Linked DNA regions of Mus musculus: region 1 is linked to region 2. The links are chromatin contacts, called in public Micro-C maps. All regions are on one chromosome and are shown on one strand. Each heading gives the region's core, a stretch centred on a gene start, on an enhancer-like site or on the middle of the called end of the contact. The rest is flanking DNA. Distances are from core to core; before and after follow the strand shown.

Region 1 (3,957 bases), core at 833-3,332, 240 kb before region 2:
GGGAGTAGGGAAAGACTACTGCCACTGTAAATTAAAAAGTAAAAATAGGGGGCTGGAGAGATGGCTCAGTGGTTAAGAGCACCGACTGCTCTTCCAAAGGTCCTGAGTTCAAATCCCAGCAACCACATGGTGGCTCGCAACCATCCGTAACAAAAAAATCTGATGCCCTCTTCTGGAGTGTCTGAAAACAGCTACAGTGTGCTTACATATAATAAATTTTAAAAAATTAAAAAAAAAAAAAAAAAAAAAGTAAAAATAAAACTAGTCCCCATGATTATATTGAGGAAATCTCTAAACCCTTCCAACAGTTTAATCTCTTAAAGAGCACTCCCACCACTAATACTCCTTCATTTTTACTCACACTGTACTGTTAAATGTAGGTTCTTCATGGTGTGCTGGCTAGTTTTATACAACTTTACACAAGTTAGAGTCATTAGAGAGGAAGGAGCCTCAACTGAGAAAAATGCCTAGATAAGATCAGGCTGTGAGCAAGCCTATAGGACATTTTCTTAATTATGATTGATGAGGGGAGGGCCAAGCCCACTGTAGGCGGTACCAGCCCTGGGCTATACCCAGTGGTTCTGGGTTTTATAAGAAAGCAGGCAGAACAAGCTATGAGGAGTGAGCCAGTCCTTCCTTGGCATCAGGTCCTGCCTCCAGGTTCCTGCCCTGCTTTAGTTCCTGTTTTGACTTCCTTTGATAATGAACAGTGATGTGGAAACTAAGCCAAATAAAACCTTTCCTCCCCAAGTTGCTTTAGTCATGGTGTTTCATCATAACTATTGTAACTACAGTAACTCTAACCGAGACACAGGGCTTGTTTTTTCTTTTTCTTTTTTTTTTTTTTTTTTTTGAGATAGGATCTCTAACCCAGGCTGACCTTCAAGTCCCTACATACCTAAGGACCTGAGGAGGATCCTGAATTTAGGATCTCTTTGCCTCCATCTCCCCACATCTCCCCAGGGCTGGGATTACAGGTCTGTGACACCACAGCCAGTTTATGAGGTACTAGGGAATGAACTGGTTCTAGTGCATGCTTGGGGTAAACACTCTATCAACTGAGGTACATCCCCAGCACCAAGCACCTAAACAGGACAGAGTGCATAGCAACTTCGAGGCCTGGAATACATGAGACCCTGTCTCCAGTGAGGTCGCTGGAATGCTTGCTGCCAACCCTAATGACCTGAGTTTGATCCTTAGAACTTCATGTGTTTAGGAACAAACTAACTCTCAAATTGTCTGATTTACACATGTATACCATGGGTATATACACATGCAAGCATTAATATACAATCTATTTCTTTACTTATTTACTTATTTATTTAGGTTTTTTGAGACAGTGTTTCTCTGTGTAACCCTGGCTATCCTGGAACTTAGCTATGAAGACTAGGTGGGCTTCAAACCAGGAGACCCCCCCCCAACTAAAGGCATGAGTAATTACATATGGCTACAAATGTTATTTTAAAAGTTGAATCCCCTTCTGAAAAAAAGAAAGAGCACTCAGTTCCCCTAGCACCTACTTATCATGTAATTAACAAATATTCATGCAAAGTGTTACCCTAAAAGCACAGGAGAAAACATGTTTGTGCTTCTAAGTGGGCAAAGCTTTTTCAAAATATTTTTCCTTCAAGGCTAATGATATGGCTCAGCAGTTAAGATCACTGCTCTTCCAGAGGACTCAGGTTCAATTCCCAGCACATACATACTGGACTTACAACCATAAGTAACTCATGTGCATGGTCCACAGACATATATGCAGGCAAAACAACAATGCCCATAGAGCAGGCAGATTTCTGAGTTCCAGGCCAGCCTGGTCTACAGAGTGAGTTCCAGGACAGCCAGGGCTACACAGAGAAACCCTGTCTCAAAAAACAAAAAACAAAACAAAACAAAAAACAACTCCCATAGAGTAATTACATATTTTCCCCTTATTAAAGATGTTTTCTTAATTTCATGCCTGTAGCAAATGAACCACCTCAGGCCTCTGCTCTGGGAGAAAGAGTAAGCTGTGGCACACTCTTATGGAATGTGACAAAGTGACAATGACAGTGAGTCAGTGGTAAGTCCCAAGAGCAGACTGCCTTCCGCCAATGGGCAGAGAGGGGCCAGACATGGAGTGCACACTATAGTTCCCCAATTTGTATGACCTTCTAAAGACAGCAAAATTAATTTATGGTACTAGAAACAGGACCGAGGCTATCTGGGTGGGAAGTAAAGTACCTGAAAGGGGCGTGTGCTGACCTTGTCACCAGGCTCTTAGAGTTGGGGAATGAACCAACAGGCTCACACATGATATAGTCCACCCCCTTAAAAATGTATCTAGACTCATTATACAAGGATATTCACTTGTGAAAACTCACCCAGGGTACATAAATAATTTGTATACTTTATGTATAATTTAAAAACTATACAGTACATTAAACTATAAATTGATGACTGGGGATATAGCTAGCATGCACAGGCCTTAGTTTCCATTCTCCATACTGCATAAAAACCACGTTGGTGCATGCCTGTTAATGGAAGCACATTATTAATAATTTGATGTGGAGGCTGGAGAGATGGCTCAGCGGCTAAGAACACTGACTGCCCTTCCAGAGGTGCTGAGTTCAATTCCCAGCAACCACATGGTGGCTCACAACCATCTGTTATTCGATCCGATGCCCTCTTCTGTTGTGTCTGAAGACAGCTACAATATACTCCTATACATAAAATAGTTTTTAAAAAGAAAAAAAAAGATTTTGATGCAAGCTGGGGGCATGCTCAGGACTCAGAGGCAGGTGGACTTCTGAGTTTGACAGATCAAGTTCTACAACAGCCAGGGTTACACAAAGAAACCCTGTCTCCCGCCCCCCCCCCCAAAAAAAAAGGTTTGATGTACTTTTCTTGAAAATATTTAAAAATTCTTGAGCACAGATTTTTTAAAATGATTTTTTATAAAGGTTTATTTTATGTATACAAATACACTGTAGCTGTCTTCAGACACTCTAGAAGAGGGAATCGGATCCCATTACAGATGGTTGTGAGCCACCCTGTGGTTGCTGGGAATTGAACTCAAGACCTCTGGAAGAGCACTCAGTGCTCTTACCCACTGAGTCATCTCTCCAGCCCATGGAGCACAAATTTTTAAGAGCAAATTTGATTTTATTTAAGATTCTATGTTGTCCAATTCTATGTGTATATTTGTTTTGTGGGTCTTGCCCAGTCTATTCTGGAATTCATGACTCAGACCAGCAGGACTCAAACTTAGCGTGAACTTGCTGCCTCAGCCTCCAGAATGCTGGGGTTCCAGGCACGGTTGTCTGTGAGCACAAGGTCTAGTGCGTCCAGGCATCTGTAACTGTAGTTGAGGATGACCCTGCACTTCAGATTCCTGCCCCACCTCCCAAAGGCTGAGAGGATGGAGTGCTTACCATGTCCAGCTTTTATTCTCATCTTTTTGTTTGCTTGCTTTTTGTTTTTTGAGACAGGTTTTCGAGACAGTTTCCTTGAACTCTCTCTGTAGACCAGGCTGGTCTTGAACTCGCAGACATGCTTCCTCTCCAGTCCTACCCTGGTCTCATCACTTGCTAACAAGCTTAGTTGAGAGCAGAGCTTTGTGGTGCCTGTGTACAATTCCAGAACTCTGAAAACGAAGCCAGGAAGATTGCCCTGAGCTTATGCCAACCTGTGCTAGGGACCCAGTCTCAAAAAACAAAAGAATCAAAAGTCAAGCACAGCTGTGTATAGAATGTAAAAAGAAGAGTTTTACAGTGTACAAAGAGTCGTTTAGCAACACATGGGTTACACTGAAGCATCCTTAGAACGCTTACTTTTGTTTTGTTTTGTTTTGTTTTGTTTTGTTTTGAGACAGGGTTTCTCTGTGTAGCCCTGGCTGTCCTGGAACTCACTTTGTAGACCAGGTTGTCCTCGAACTCAGAAATCCGACTGCCTCTGCCTCCCGAGTGCTGGGACTAAAGG
Region 2 (3,719 bases), core at 915-3,414:
GGGTTATTTTATACTATATGTGTGGCTACAGAGGCACATGTGTGTTGGCACAAGGTTGCATGTGGGTGACAGGGGACAATTCTCAGGAATCAGTTATCTGCTGACACCTTGTGGGATCCAGGAATCCAACTCAGGTTCAGGCCTGCGCACAGCACATTCACCTGCTATGCCACCTCGGAAGCTGAAACCTCAGAGTGACATTCTAAAGTAACAATATTTCCATATAGGTAATCTTCAGACAGATCTTGAAAATATTTTCCTTTATGTTCGGGCTGAAGAATGCAAGGTATTTATTATTAGAAGCTAAACTGCTTTAGTCTGTATGATCATTTATTTCTCAAATAGGAAAAGATTTGTAAAGGAAGTGGCTTTAGACATGATTTATTGAAAAATTAAAAAAAAAAAAAAGGTCAGGTGTGTCTAAAGAAAATGATCATTGATGCTGGGTGTGGTGGTTCATCCCTATAGCACATACTTAGGCTAATGTAGGATGATTGCTTCAAGTTTGAGGCCAGCCTGGACTACACAGTAAATTCTAGACCAACCTGAGCTCCATAGTGAACAAGCAGCAACAATAAAGAAGTTTAAAAAGATCTGCCTCCAACACTCCTATCTAAGCGCTCAAATAGAGCTGGGCTTTTGTTTTTGTCTGTTTCTTCTGAGACAGTCTCATTATATAGCCCAGGCTGCATGGAACTCGCTAGGAAAACCAGACTAGCTCTGAACTCACAGAGATCTGCCTGCCTCTGCCTCCTAAATGTTGGGATTAAAGGTGTGTACTACTGTGCCTGGCTTAAATTTTCTTTAAAACACTTTCTTACTGGAAACTTCTGCTGGGCTAATGGCAGGGTGAAAGGAAAGTGGTGAAACAGATCAGCTGCTTTGGGAACAAATGATTACACACACACACCACATACATATACACATACATATACATACACAACACATACACACATACACACCACACACACACACATACACACACACCACACACACACACACACACACACACACACACACACACACATGAAATTTTCAATTTTTTGGGAACTCTGACTGCTTTAAGTGTCTGTGGGCCCTATTTAAACCCAGGTGTTCATGTAACTTTTGTGTGTGTGTGTGTATGTATGTGTTTGTGTATAATATCAAAAGGACTATACCCCTAACCTGAGCAGACACCCCAGATTTTAAGGAGTGGTTGCTTCTGGCAGTGGATGGAGATTCATTTAATCACTGGTTGCTAACTATATTCTCATCAGGAAGCAAAATAGTAATTTCAGTGAGAACTGTGGGTTTTCATATACATGTGCACTAATTAAGCATGCCAAATAATTCTAAATTCTTACACTCAATGGGCACAGTGATAAAGCTGCTAAAATTCATCAGTTCTCAGGAAGCTTCCATTCATTCTGATAATTCTACTTTAATACATATTTTTTTCTATTTTCGTCAAGTCAATCATATTTGTTTATGTTTTAAATGTTCACTAGATTAATCATGACTATAAAGTTAAATGTAAGCACTTCAACAAGCAGCAACTCTTTGGATGTGGCGGAAGTGAGCAGCTGGACCAGCGACACACTCCATGTGGACAGCCAAGGGAAGCCTAGGTTCTGAGAAAACAGCACCCTCCACAAATCTCAGAAAGCGCAAACAGTCTAAAATACATGCTCACGGCGCTAGGGGCAAAGCTCAGATGCCCAGTGTGCATGCGGCCCTAGGGTCAGTCTCAGCAGGACAAAAATAAAACAAAACAAAACAAAACAAAAAAATGAATAAAATAAAATAAAATACTTGTGAGACATTGGAGAAATAAATGATCCACTCCACTAAAGTCTATTTAGTACGTTCTAATCCATTCTTATGAGAAACAAACTCATTACAAAATTACCAATGACAGTAATCAGACAATTTCCCCTAAGAATAAGGCTGGGGTGGGAGTGGAGGATCTGGGTTTGATTCCCAATATCCACACAGTTCCCAGGGACTGGATACCCTCTGCTCCATCAGGCATGCAAGCAATGCACAGACACAGACAAGACAAATACAGTAATAATCGTAATAAGGCACACATGCATCCTGCTCTTTGAGTCAGAGACAGACTGGACTGACTGCTCGGGAGCTGCGGTGAACATGTGCTGCCCTGTGCTCTGAGTCACTGGCGAACACTGGGCAGTAGCTGGGCTTGCTGCGGTGTAGAGCCGGGAGGCGCCAGCAAACCACACCTACTATTAGCTGGCATCTTGGAATAACACCCAGAGGATCATTTAAGGCTCTGGTTTCTTTAAAGATTATAAATAGCAAGCGCCTTGGCTGCCTGTTTCTGGTTTCCTTTCCATCAGCGCCCCTTAGCGGCTGACTCACAGAACAGTGTCGTATAAAAACTTCTGTCAGGCGTGACAATCGGGGGTTGGTAAGCTCACCTAATGGCCTCTTTGGCGGTAATCACGATGCCACCGTGCGTAGCGGCTCTAAACTGACACTGAGGGTGGAGAGTGGGCACGGTTTTGTCCAACCCCGAAAATCCTTTCAGGCTGGCGATTGCCTTCTTCCTTTCCAGCTTCACCAGAATCCATAACAAGATCTCTTGGCAAAGTGACCTGGTAGATGAAGCAGTTATGAATGAATGAGCTTGTCATCTTATTCCATGAAGCTAGCAAGCTATGCGGGGGGGGGGGGGGGGGGGGGGAAGACACGATGACCGTCAGGTTCCACTTGATCCCAATGCTGCCCGGCCACTGGCTGCTGACACTCGACAGGGAAGCATGCATCTTACAAATTTCAGAGTACAGTGCCCTGGAGGTCACCCAGGGGTAGCTTAACCCTTGGCTCTAGAAGCCACCCCACTCACTAGAAGGGGCTGGGGTAGGCCCATGCTCCCCCGTCAGTCTTTGATGAGGATGGAACGGTGCTATGAGAACTTAATTTTTTTTTTACTTTTTAAAAAGATTTTATTTTTATTTTTAGGCTGGACATTTAGTCTTAACTACAGGGCTGAGTGTCTTTCTTCACCATTAGCAGCCATACTAATGACTGCTCTGAGTTATTGAGCTTATAATTTGTCAGGGACCTTTCTAGGGACTCCAGTTTACACAGTGTCTTCATAGTGACCCAGGAAAGGATGGAACTATAAACTCCTACCATGTGGAAGAAATGCCACAAACGACTGAAAATAGAGCTAATCCAAAAATCAATCTTTTTAAAAATGTATTTATTTAATGTTATGTGTGTGAATGCTCTGCCTGTACTTATGTTTGTGTATCAGATGTCCTGGGACTGCCGTTACAGTTGTTAGCCTCCATGTGGGTGCTGGGAATGGAAGAGCAGCCAGGGCGCCTAAACCGTGGAGCCATCTCTCCAGCCCCTAACTGAATCCGTTTTAAAGTAACACAGAAAGGGGATTGTAGATGACTAAGAAGCCCCTTTCTTCTATACTGAAGACTCTGCATATTAAGGCCAAATTCCAGGTTAAACTATGCAGTCACATCAAATCTGCACTTTTCAAACTTACTCTCCAACACTCCACTTGGGCATCATAAACTCCCACTGGTTTCCCACTTCCCAGAGACAATAAAACGCAGGATTTCTTACCGATCAAACAATGGCATGGTGGTCCATGGAGATACCTTTCCCTTCTACTGTACAGAATAGGCTATGGAAAATCATCCCCAAAACTACACCCAATTTCCCTCAACCTGCAAAATCCTCATTCTTTCTTT

What was found. Hi-C and Micro-C count contacts between places; a contact is called where the count stands out from the background.
Region 1: a Micro-C map of the HL-1 cell line shows a contact between it and region 2, with 1.8 times the contacts expected there. The contact joins two enhancer-like sites. A contact is called at or near these places in 1 of 484 Hi-C or Micro-C datasets (the HL-1 cell line) and 6 of 115 datasets of contacts at active chromatin or transcription factors (astrocytes, embryonic basal ganglia, embryonic hindbrain and 2 more).

Annotation. Positions count from the first base shown.
Region 1 is chr8:106,956,531-106,960,487 of GRCm38.p6, reverse strand. All of the region lies in intron 1 of Sntb2 (syntrophin, basic 2), which reads right to left. Among named protein-coding and RNA genes, the nearest start is that of Sntb2, 23 kb to the right of the region's middle. Within about 2 kb of position 2,082, at least 57 of the 459 cell types and tissues checked have an H3K27ac peak or open chromatin away from gene starts, as enhancers often do. A contact at or near this core is called in the HL-1 cell line and pancreatic cancer cells, where this site is marked.
Region 2 is chr8:106,716,851-106,720,569 of GRCm38.p6, reverse strand. Tango6 (transport and golgi organization 6) reads right to left here. Exons shown (of 18, transcript NM_173037.1): 9 at 2,424-2,600. Among named protein-coding and RNA genes, the nearest start is that of Tango6, 36 kb to the right of the region's middle. Within about 2 kb of position 2,164, at least 113 of the 459 cell types and tissues checked have an H3K27ac peak or open chromatin away from gene starts, as enhancers often do. A contact at or near this core is called in the HL-1 cell line and pancreatic cancer cells, where this site is marked.